3 separate regions of the Mus musculus genome follow, and all the other regions are linked to region 3. The links are chromatin contacts, called in public Hi-C and HiChIP or PLAC-seq maps. All regions are on one chromosome and are shown on one strand. The core of a region is the stretch at or near the end of the contact, and the rest is flanking DNA. Distances in the headings are between cores, read along the strand shown. Region 1 overlaps Mctp2 (multiple C2 domains, transmembrane 2). Region 2 has its middle 240 kb from the start of Gm39035. Region 3 has its middle 9.4 kb from the start of Gm30149.

Region 1 (3,375 bases), core at 597-3,096, 1.3 Mb before region 3:
CAAAAACAACTTTGTGTAATCTTTCTTTGACTGACACTTTTCATAGTCACGATTCAGCCAACCCACACACACAGGCCTGTTAATCAATTAAGTGGTTTGTGAACATATATGATGAAGCCATGAATTCATTATAAGAATCCATATTATTGTCCATCAGAAATCACATACACAAGTCTACATATCATTTTGAAACTAAAATGAATAGAACACAGACATGCTCAAATGCATTGGAGAGTAGTATTCCAAATGCAGGTGTAGTTACAGACATCGTTACAACAGCTTCTATTAATGATCAGATTTGCTTTCACATTTGAGGTTAAAATTAAGAGTGAGCTAGCAAGCTATTGGTGTTGATAAATGAGGCCAGGACAGTGTGTGTCTGGTAATGTCTCAGTCTATCCCAAAAGAAATGGCATACACTATAGATTGGTAAGAGGACAGGTTGGCAAAACACATGCACACACACACACACACACACACACACACACACACACACAAATTAAAACTGCAGTCTTCAAACAATTATTTTCAAATGAAGTTCTGTTGGCAAACACTGCACATTAACAACCATCATAAAAGAGCATATTTCATGATAATTGCCCAAGAAGACTATTATAAAGTTTTACATATTGGTACTTAATAATACTAAAGCATTTGTGTGACTTCAAATATGAGCCTTTTAAGTTATTTAATCTCCCAGAGTCAATTAAGTTATCCCAAATAAGAAGACACATTGATTACATGGCTGGAATTAAATCTGGGAAGACTACAGAGGGAAAGGAAACAAAAACATTGACCTAGTTCCCAAAGTCCTTAAGTGTATATACAACTAGATTGACACTTGCGTGAAATGGCAATGCTTTTCCAAAGTCCTGGGGTAAAGATGGCATCCTAACCTATTCAGTGTATCTCTTAGACTTACTCCTGCCTTGACAAACACCAGTGAGAAGGGGCTTAGAGGAAGATTTACTTTGGCTCATGATTTTGGATGTTTGTAGTCCACATTTGGCTAGATCCTTTTACTTCAGGCCTTGGCATGTGGGTGTCAGGAGAATGTGGTGGCTGAGATCATTAACCTCATGGAGGCCATGAAGCAAAAAGAGTGGAGTCCAGGAAGAAGGTAGATTTTTTTTTTCCCCAAGGAGCCTTCTAACGGCCTACTTTTTATTAAAAAAAAAAAAAAAAACCAAAAAAAAAAAAAAAAACTCTTATTTTTCTTATTTTCTACTACTGGCAAATAATGCTGTCATGTTATACACATATGAAGGGACTGAGCTTCTGAAGGAATCCAAGCCCTCGTGATCCGATCACATCAGATCTGCCAGATGGGGACCAAGTTCCAACCCATGAGTCTTTTGGGGACACACTGCCTATCTAAACCTTAAAATAATGGAACTTCACAGACACCAGATATGTTTAGGAAAGATCTTTTGTTCAAGTTAAAGTAGCACATGAATTCATGAATCCATTTACAACAGGTAGAATAAGTAGCAGTCAACTGGGGATTTATTCGATAACCTGTTTCTCTTACCAGCATGATCTAACCCACGGGGTTGGCACTGTTGATAGCGTCTCTTTATAATGCAGAAGCTTCAGCTTTATGAGCCTGAATTTCAAGCTCTGATTGTGGTAAGAAATCATGTGGTGTTGGGGTTCTGAGGGTACTGTGTGCCTGGTATACCCTCACTCACGTCTTACTGCATTCTAGATCCTGACTACCCCTGGGAAGGCCTCTGTGTTGTAGGTGTCCTGTAGGAAAGAGGTGAAGACTTAGGAGAGGCAAAGATGTGTTAAATGAATGGCGCTGACTAGGATACTGAGACCCAAGCCCTTCCTCTTTTTGTTTCCCTGTGTGGTAAACAGACCTCTCCTGCCACCTGGGACAGGCCTCTGTGACACACTGTCCAACCATCAGCCCCAAAGCAACTGCACTAACAATCAACTGCAACCTCTGAGATTGGGACCAAAATAAACCTTTCTTTTTCATTTTCTTTCTTTTCTTCTTCTTTTTTTTTTTTTTTTTTTTTTTTGGTTTTTCGAGACAGGGTTTCTCTGTGTAGCCCTGGCTGTCCTGAAACTCATTTTGTAGACCAGGCTGACCTCGAACTCAGAAATGCGCCTGCCTCTGCCTCCTGAGTGCTGGGAGTATATTTTGACATAGTAATGAGATGCTATGTGGTAACATACAACAGAAAAACAATTTATATAATAGTCATCCAAACATTTTGAGTAAATGAGAAAACTTATTAAAAGAATAAATGAATAAACAAACAGACAAACATAGCTTGTTCTTGCCACAGCTATTTTGGGGTGGCACAGTTGTCATTAAAATATGCAGTTGCCAGCCATGTATATATTAGCAACACTGCCTAGACTTAGCAAATTCTACAAAGAGACAAGATGTTGAAGATACATTCAGCAGGACATTTGAGGAGTGAAATGTAGTCTGGAATTCATATTTATGATTAGATAGATAGATAGATAGATAGATAGATAGACAGACAGACAGAGAGAGAGAGAGAGAGAGAGAGAGAGATAGAAAATAGGTCCCATTTAGTAGGTAGAATAAGATTCACTTAGTCCTCTACTAGTGAGCAATGCAAAAGTAGAGAAGACTTGGTACAGCATTGGAAAGACTAGCTGGTAGCACTTGAGACTCTAATTTGTTTGTGCATGGCTGATATCTGTATTCTTAACCACTATGTGTGGCTGGAGATAAAAGAAGAGAGAAAGCTGGCTCCAACTTCTCAGTCTGGAGGTCACAGCAGCATCAATGCCAGCTGCACCTTATGATCACACCTAAATAGCTGGAATGCTGGGCCGAGGGACAGTAGGTGGCCTGAAGGAAGCCTGAAGGAAAAAAGGACAGAGATTGTAGAGTCCTCTACTGCTGAGCCACCATGCTGGGGAAAAAAAAAAAAAAAAAAAAAAAAAAAAGCAAGCCCTGGAAAAACCTTTACCAAGGAACTTGCATTTCATTATCTCAAGAGAGCTACAGACATTTTAGTAATTAAAATAGCCAAGAATATTCCAATGGTTCGGGTAAAGGATGGTGGCACTTCAGAAGGAGAACACTGAAACAGGGTCATTAACATGCTCCTGAGATAAAGCATGCGACGCTGTGGTAAGCAATCACACTTGAAGGATGAGGTTCTAGGAAAAAGGAGAACTGGGAAGCCAGAGGTCAGCACAGTCTTCACTAATAGCTATCAGAATTTAGAGACAACCATTTCACTACAGAGAGAACGGCATGGGGGAGCTTAGACTAGAACTATCTACTACGTGTGCCCATCATAATCAGGGTGCAAGTGATTCGTGTTTTGTGGCTATAGTGACCTAAGCAAGCTACATTAGTTATTCTTCCTGTAACGAAAC
Region 2 (3,546 bases), core at 22-2,521, 1.1 Mb before region 3:
TCAGCCTTGGCCTCAATGACTTCTGCTTTTCTGCAAAAGGGTCCTGGAGGGGGAGAGGTATTAATTTCAGTGTATGTTAATGTTTGGTATAAAGAAAATTGTGGAAACTTACATCTTAAATTAGCCCAGCCATCCAGCTTGAGACAAAGTGCCAATCCTATCCACTAGACTATTGTATCTCCCCCTCCCCCCAAGTTCTAAATAAGTCATAAGAAGCCTGTAGATCATAAAAGAAACCTCACTGCAAAACAACTCATTCTCCCTCTCTCTCCCTCCCTCTCTCTCTCTCTCTCTCTCTCTCCCTCCAAGTCAGGAGGTCTTTAATTTTAATTTCCTGTCACATGTGGAAGGTACACTGAGTAACTGGGAAAAAGAGTTTGGATGAGCAAAGCCCCAGCTGAGCTAGTGGATAGAGGTTTGTGGGGAGTTGAGAAAATAGGAGGTAGTTAGTAAGGTGGGAAAATAAATTGATAAGCACACACACACACACACACACACACACACACACTACAAGCCCCCTTGATTGTTAAGATTAATTCTGATCAAATATATGAACCCCAAACTATTAAATTTTTTGCAATTCTTGGGTCTCAGCTATAATTGGAGTTGAATGTTCTGGGGAGATGTTTAACCGTTGTGTGGCTCCTAAAGAGAATCCTTAGACAGCCCTCCGCCTACACACAGAGACATACAGGCAAACCCACTCCCCCAATTCCTGTTTTCATATATAGTATCTTCATTTCTTACCTTCCCTAAAACAGTGTCATATTTTCTTGTGTCAGGGAATAAATGCGGGACACTGGATATTTCCATGCAAAAATACAAACCACGAGGATATAGTCCCCAAACTCTCACTTTTCACTTTGCATCCACAGACAGGAATGGCCACCATGCACTCTTTAAGCTGTGACAGCACATGATCGGGGACAATTGGCCAAATAGTGAATATTAGGGGAATTCTAAAGCCCCAGTGATAGACAAGTTGCCATCCACCTACAAAGGGTAAAAGAAGACATCCTGAGCAGACAGGGTAGGGAAAGCATCCCATGTTTTCTCTTGCTTTCTGTTCCCTGGGAGAGTCCTTGTGAGCACAAAGCCACGAAAACAATAGGCCCAGCTGCAAGGGCAGTAAGGCAATTTATTAGGGAGATGACATTTTTAATGAGAACCACTTGTGGGAGGAGAACAAAGGGCCTGTTTGGTCAGAAGGATGCTCTCCAGTCTCCTCTGAAGTGCATGAAAAAGTAATTTTGTTTTTTCCGCGTCATACTGCAAGCCGTGGAATTTCCTCACACCCCAGATGTTGTCCAGCACAGATGCTGAACAAATGGAGCAACCATCCCACGAGTATTTCAAAAAGGAAAAAAGAAAAAGAAAAAAAAAAGGTAGCTCAGGGGATTTTTATGAGTTTTGTGGCCAAGAAAATCATTAGCAAATAATGAGCTTAGGAAAGAAGGCTGCGGTTAGCAAGATGTGGCCGGACACACAAAACTGTTCACTGCCATCCGAAAGCAAACGGGGAGCTCCGTCTTCAGTAGAGAAAAATAGAAACCTGTGGGTGGAGCTGCGGTATCTGCTTCCTAGTGGGTCTGCTGAAATCAAGTCTTCTGAATATTGTTTTGGCTGGATTCTAAAAATGATTAAACACAGTATGTTTACTCTTTAAAATGTGAAAATCAGAGATTATTCACTGGTACTATTACTTCACACGCCTCCAGAAAAAGAGTAGTTCCAATGTTCTAGCCTCTTTCCTCTGAGAGCGATACTCAGTGTACGCTCAGTCAGCTCTGAACCTCCTCCCTCTCCCTCCCCCTCCCCTTCCCCCTCCCTCTCTCTCTCTCCCTGTCCCTCTCCCTCTTGTTGTCTGTCTCTGTCTCTCACCCTCTCTGTCCCTATGTCTATTTCTGTCTGTCTGCTTGTCTCTGTCCCTCTCTGTCTCTTTCCTTCCCTCTGTCTGTCTCTCTGTCTTTGTTTGCCTCTCTGTCTCTCTCTCCCCCTCTCTCCCTCTCTATGTCTTTGTCTCTATGTCTCTTTCTCTCTCTCCTTCTGTCTCTCCCTCTCTCTGTGTCTGTCTCTTTCTCTCTGTCCATCTTTCTCTCTCTGCCTCTCTGTCTCTATCTCTTTCTCTTCCTCTGTCTGTCTCTCTGTCTCTCACTCCCTCTCTCTTCATCTCTCTGGTCTCAGTCTTTCTCTCTTTCCCTCTTAGTCTCTGTTTCTTCCTGTCTATCTCTCCCTCTGTCTCTCTCCCTCTCTCTGTCTCTTTCTCCCCCTCTGTCTATCTCACTGTCTCTGTTTGTCTCTGTCTCTCTCCTTCTTTCTCCCTGTCTCTCTCTCTGTATCTCTCTCTACCTGTGTCTATCTCTGTTTCTCTCCCTTTCTCTCTCTCTCTCTCTCTCTCTCTCTCTCTCTCTCTCTCTCTCTGAAAGTGAATGTAGGGAATGCAGTATAGATGGAGATGGAAGGAAGAAAGTTCAGCCCAGTTTCTTCTTGGACCAGACATCAGGGGCTGCTCTGTGTCCTAGGAAGCAACAGAGGAATTTGCATGGGCTTTCTAAGTCAGTTTCCTTTCCCTACTCAGGCAGAAGCTTGCCTATGTGTCTTAGGAAGGCCCTGTTGCACCATGTTTCAGGTCAGAATTCAAGAACTAATGGTGTTTGAAAAATCAAAGCAAAAGCAAGCCTCTGATCCGAGTTTCAGAATCTCACAGGGGCACCATCAGCTGCAAAGGCTCCTGGCATGCAGGACCACCAAAGATATAGTACACAGGATGCAGAGCAGCTACAGGAAAGATCATGGGAGAATCCAAAAGGAAGATGCTACTATCCATGAGCTAAGTGGACAGGAATCCTCTAAAGTCTTGCCAGGCTTCCAAGGAACAGGACTCACCAGCAACATTGTCAGTATCATCTCAGCTCTACCTTTATCAGCACTCACCAAACCAGTCAGTAGTGGCAGCTCAGAATAACCTGGGAGACTTCTTAATCCCCAAAGCATATTAAGGCATGAGACCCTCAAAGCTCACAAAGATTAAGTAAAATTGTCCCAGGTCACGCAGCAGATCATGGTGAGGAAGGTTCCCAGGGCCCTGTCAGCAGCCATCTTGGTCCGTCCCACTCGGTAATTGGTCCTTGCATAAATTTATGGGCCATGCTGGCATCTGTTGGGCTCAGCAAAGCAGATCTATAAACTACCATAAACAGACATGCAAGCCATATTTTTAACCTCACCAGAGGATTGTACCAAAGAACGGTTCCATCTAGCTGGGGAAATGGTTTTAAATAAACATTTCAAAGGAAGTAAATCATCTTGAGAGATATGTCAAACAGATGGGAGATAAACAAAGTCAATGAAATTGAATCCATATATGAATGAACCCAGCAGTGGAGATGTGTAGAGGGGTAATTGGTCTAGGATTGAGAGCAAAGAGGAGATAGTAGGCCAAGGCTGAAGATCTTCCCTCTCCTCTCCAGGACCCATTTTCACCGCTGTTTGCTGATGCTGTCTCCTTACATTGGCTCAGCCACACTCAGAAGATGACAAGGTTCA
Region 3 (3,548 bases), core at 1,022-3,521:
ATTGTACATTTGTACTGTAGTGCAAAATGTCGACAACAAAGCTATATGTGCATCATGTAATCAACGACACAATTTGTCTTACAGTGGTAATTCTTGCGAATGGGATTCTGGGTGATATTTTTCATTATAGTTTTCATGTGTTTTGTTTTGTTTTTATTCAGCATTTGAAATAAAACTTTCTGAGAGACGGGTGATGTGGGGGCCTCAGGATCCTAAGGTCACATTTAGCCACATCTCCTAGCTCCTGAAAAAAAGCATTTTAAAATAAAGGTAGTAAAAGGAGGTAGCAGATTCCACATGCAGTGTTCATCTTCCACAGAAAACTAATCTATGCGGAGGGCTAAAAGTATTTGAGCTATTTCTTGGAAGATGGCATCTTCACATTTTCTTAAATTCCTTTTAAGTTTGTTATAATACTTCATTAAAAAGTCAGAGATACGTTTTATATCAGGAAGTCTGCGCTAATGAAATTCTGGAGACAACATTTTAAAACCCTAGGAACGTTCATGTGTGACAACTGTAAAAAGAGTTGCAGGCGACTGAGTCTGAACCATTCCTATGAAGGAGAAAGCAAGGAAACCCGGAAAAATATAGGAAGTCGGCCATTATGCTGCTGGTCGAGGAACTGCTACAGACAAAGCTGTATTCTTTCCTTAGGCCTAGGAGAGGAAAGATTAGAGCCCTTTGTGTTTCGGAATTCCATTCCTTAACTCTGCGGCCCCTGGCACTAATGGTGACTGGGAGTCGTTACGCAGTGTTTTGGTTCCTCAGAGGGCTCAAGTGCTTTCGGGAATGCCTGCCAATACAATTCACAAGAACACAAAACCTAAGGAGTGGGGTGAAGTAGGTCCCCAAATCCCTTCGTCAAAAATGCACATTTAAGCTTGGGCTCCGCCCACCCCCCAGTCATTGATGTCACTGTCTCACTTGTAGTTTACCACTTAATATCGATGCTGTTTTGATCACGAGCTTGGAGATTTGTCTTAAGCTACTCTCCTCCCTCCCTCCCAACTAACACCGTAATAGTTCCGCATTTTATCCAAAATATTTATTAATTAAACTTCTAAGGTCCTTGGGAGCCAGGTGCTATTTAGAGGGGAGGGGTCTTATTATTTTGAGATAGGCCAAAGGCCTCATAAATCGCAAATATGGGAAAGAATTTGAAACCTATTCTAAAAGGCTTTCAAATCCCAAGGCGACAAATGTCTTATTCTAAATATACCATCACATTCAGAGTAACGTGTGTTAACTTATTTAAAAAGATATAAAACCCAACAAAACCTCACATCTGCGATCCTCAGGCCCATCTAAAATAAATTCCACCGGTCAGGAATGTCTACGGGGTGGGGCAAGTAGAGTTACACGGATTTGGGCAGGAAGGGGAGGCTTCAGGCTTTCGCAGCAATTCCAGGATACTAGACAATTATGCCTAATTTCCTACGTTTTAATACATACAAAACCAGATTTCCCTTTCTTTCTTTTCTTTTTTTTTTTTTTTTTTTTGCTTTTTTTCACAAAAGCCAAACAGACAAGCTTGGATTCTGCCACACTGGCCGCCCCTACAGTGAGGAGGTCCCGAAGCGCCCCGGGGTGGATAGGGGTGGGGTGTGGTCCACCTCCCAGCAGGTTCCATCTCTACCATTGCTGACCCCGGCGGGGTCCACGGTCAGCATTTTTCCTGCTCTTGCTCGCTGTTGGCCTCGCCCTGATCTAATCGCTCCCCTAGGAGGTCGACAACGCTCAGAGGACAAATGCAAAGCGGACAAAGCAAATTAAGGAAAGGCGCCGCGAAGGCCCAAAGGGAGTCCTGGATCCCGGCCAGGGGTCTCGTGATGGGCGCGCTGGCGACCGCACCCTGGGCCTGTCCAAGCGGCCTCCCAAGCTGGCGGAAGCCGGCTACGCCCCGCAGGCTGGGCCCCGACCGGCCCTTCCACTCCGCCCTTCGGGACGCTCCGGGTTCCGAGGGCGCAGGCAAGGCGCCCATCCCCCGCGGCGCCATCTTGTTGTTTTCGTGCATTCCTCCTCCTCCTCCTCCTCGCCCCATCCCCACCCCACCCCACCCCATCCCGGCCACGTGGCGCGCGGCTGCGGAAGAGAAGGCCCCAGCCCAACTTCCGGCCAGACCGGTTCCAGCCGGTTGCGGGACTCAGACGCGCGGCTGCCCCCTGGTGGCCGGACGCGGCGCAGCGGGCCACGCCTTGCCTCCTCCGCCATTTGCTGCGCGGCGCGAGGCACGTCCACACTCTGCCGCCGCCGTCGTCATCCGCCGCCATCCCGAGGGTGCGCGGGTTGCGAGGGGGAGGATGACCCGCGTCAGGCGTGGGAACGCCTCTCTTCCGGAGTGATCAGAAGGTCGCTGCGGCAGAGACGGGCGCTTGGTGTAAAAACTTTACTCGTGCCGCCCGTCTGCCCACCGCAGCCTGTCCTGGGTATTCTGCTTTCTATGTGGATTTCTCGTTAGCGTTTCATTCCAGACTAGCATTTCTCGGGTGTGTGCTGTGGGCGGGGCCCGTGCGGTCTCTTACTTAGACATCCTAGGTGGCTCCCAGGATCACAGTGGTCACACCCGGGGTCACAGACCACTAAGGCGCGGGACGAGGAGCCTGCATCGGAATCTAGGGCAGCGGATGCTTTACTGTGAGGTTCTCTTGGTCAGCATCTTCAGGGACCTCCTTGGAGGTCTCCCCACACTCACCTAAACTGAAAGCTTTGGAGTGAAGGAGACCTGACAGACGTTTAACACGCTCCAAGGGCATTTTGAGACTTACTGAAGACCCTTTATGTACCTGGCAGCCCTTCTAATAATGACGATGCCTTGGGGTGGGGGTGCTAACGCCCGAGCCAGACTTTAATATGGGCAATTCATGTACTTTTCGCCTTGTACTCTCCCTGGCTCACTGCTTTGTCAGAGAGGAAGCTGGTTCCCATTTCCATGGACCGTGCTAGAGTTTTTGAAACAATCCAAATTGTACACGCATTCGCTTGTACGGTATATACATAAAAACGAAGCAAAGGCAACCAAGTTTCAACATGGTTCACCTCCAATAAAGGAGGTAGGTTGCCAGGGCGGACGGGAAAGGTTTGTTTTGTTTTTGTTTTTGTTTTTGTTTTTTTTTTTTGGGTAAGTGTAACTTTCCAACTTGAACTATTTCAGCATTTATTCCAAAGAAAATAAGGAGTTATATTCAGAACGGTGTTAGAGTTAAAACTAGAATCCAATCCAAATGGCTCCAGATTCCCTGCATTCTGTTGACTATAATATAAAAATCTACTTTAGCCGGGCGTGGTGGCGCACGCCTTTAATCCCAGCTCTCAGGAGGCAGAGGCAGGCGGATTTCTGAGTTCCAGGCCAGCATGGTCTACAAAGTGAGTTCCAGGACAGCCCAGGCTACACAGAGAAACCCTGTCTCGAAAAGCTGGGCGGTGGTGGCGCATGCCTTTAATCCCAGCACTTGGGAGGCAGAGGCAGGCGGATTTCTGAGTTTGAGGCCAGCCTGGTCTACAGAGTGAGTTCCAGGACAGCCAGGGCTATACAGAGAAACCCTGTC

The links. A called contact is a pair of places that touch in the nucleus more often than the background predicts. HiChIP or PLAC-seq counts read pairs in DNA pulled down with a chosen protein or histone mark.
Region 1: a Hi-C map of CD8 T cells shows a contact between it and region 3, with 5 times the contacts expected there. The contact joins two enhancer-like sites. A contact is called at or near these places in 3 of 484 Hi-C or Micro-C datasets (CD8 T cells, Th1 cells and pre-B cells) and 3 of 115 datasets of contacts at active chromatin or transcription factors (acute myeloid leukemia, large pre-B cells and pro-B cells).
Region 2: an H3K27ac HiChIP or PLAC-seq map of the NIH/3T3 cell line shows a contact between it and region 3, with 6 times the contacts expected there. The contact joins two enhancer-like sites. A contact is called at or near these places in 2 of 484 Hi-C or Micro-C datasets (embryonic fibroblasts and uterus) and 2 of 115 datasets of contacts at active chromatin or transcription factors (the NIH/3T3 cell line and embryonic forebrain).

What each region holds. Positions count from the first base shown.
Region 1 is chr7:72,276,800-72,280,174 of GRCm38.p6, forward strand. All of the region lies in intron 1 of Mctp2 (multiple C2 domains, transmembrane 2), which reads right to left. Among named protein-coding and RNA genes, the nearest start is that of Mctp2, 28 kb to the right of the region's middle. Within about 2 kb of position 1,847, at least 23 of the 459 cell types and tissues checked have an H3K27ac peak or open chromatin away from gene starts, as enhancers often do.
Region 2 is chr7:72,540,505-72,544,050 of GRCm38.p6, forward strand. No RefSeq gene overlaps it. Among named protein-coding and RNA genes, the nearest start is that of Gm39035, 240 kb to the left of the region's middle. Within about 2 kb of position 1,272, at least 78 of the 459 cell types and tissues checked have an H3K27ac peak or open chromatin away from gene starts, as enhancers often do. A contact at or near this core is called in the NIH/3T3 cell line, embryonic fibroblasts and uterus, where this site is marked.
Region 3 is chr7:73,616,355-73,619,902 of GRCm38.p6, forward strand. No RefSeq gene overlaps it. Among named protein-coding and RNA genes, the nearest start is that of Gm30149, 9.4 kb to the left of the region's middle. Within about 2 kb of position 2,272, at least 332 of the 459 cell types and tissues checked have an H3K27ac peak or open chromatin away from gene starts, as enhancers often do. A contact at or near this core is called in the NIH/3T3 cell line, embryonic fibroblasts and uterus, where this site is marked.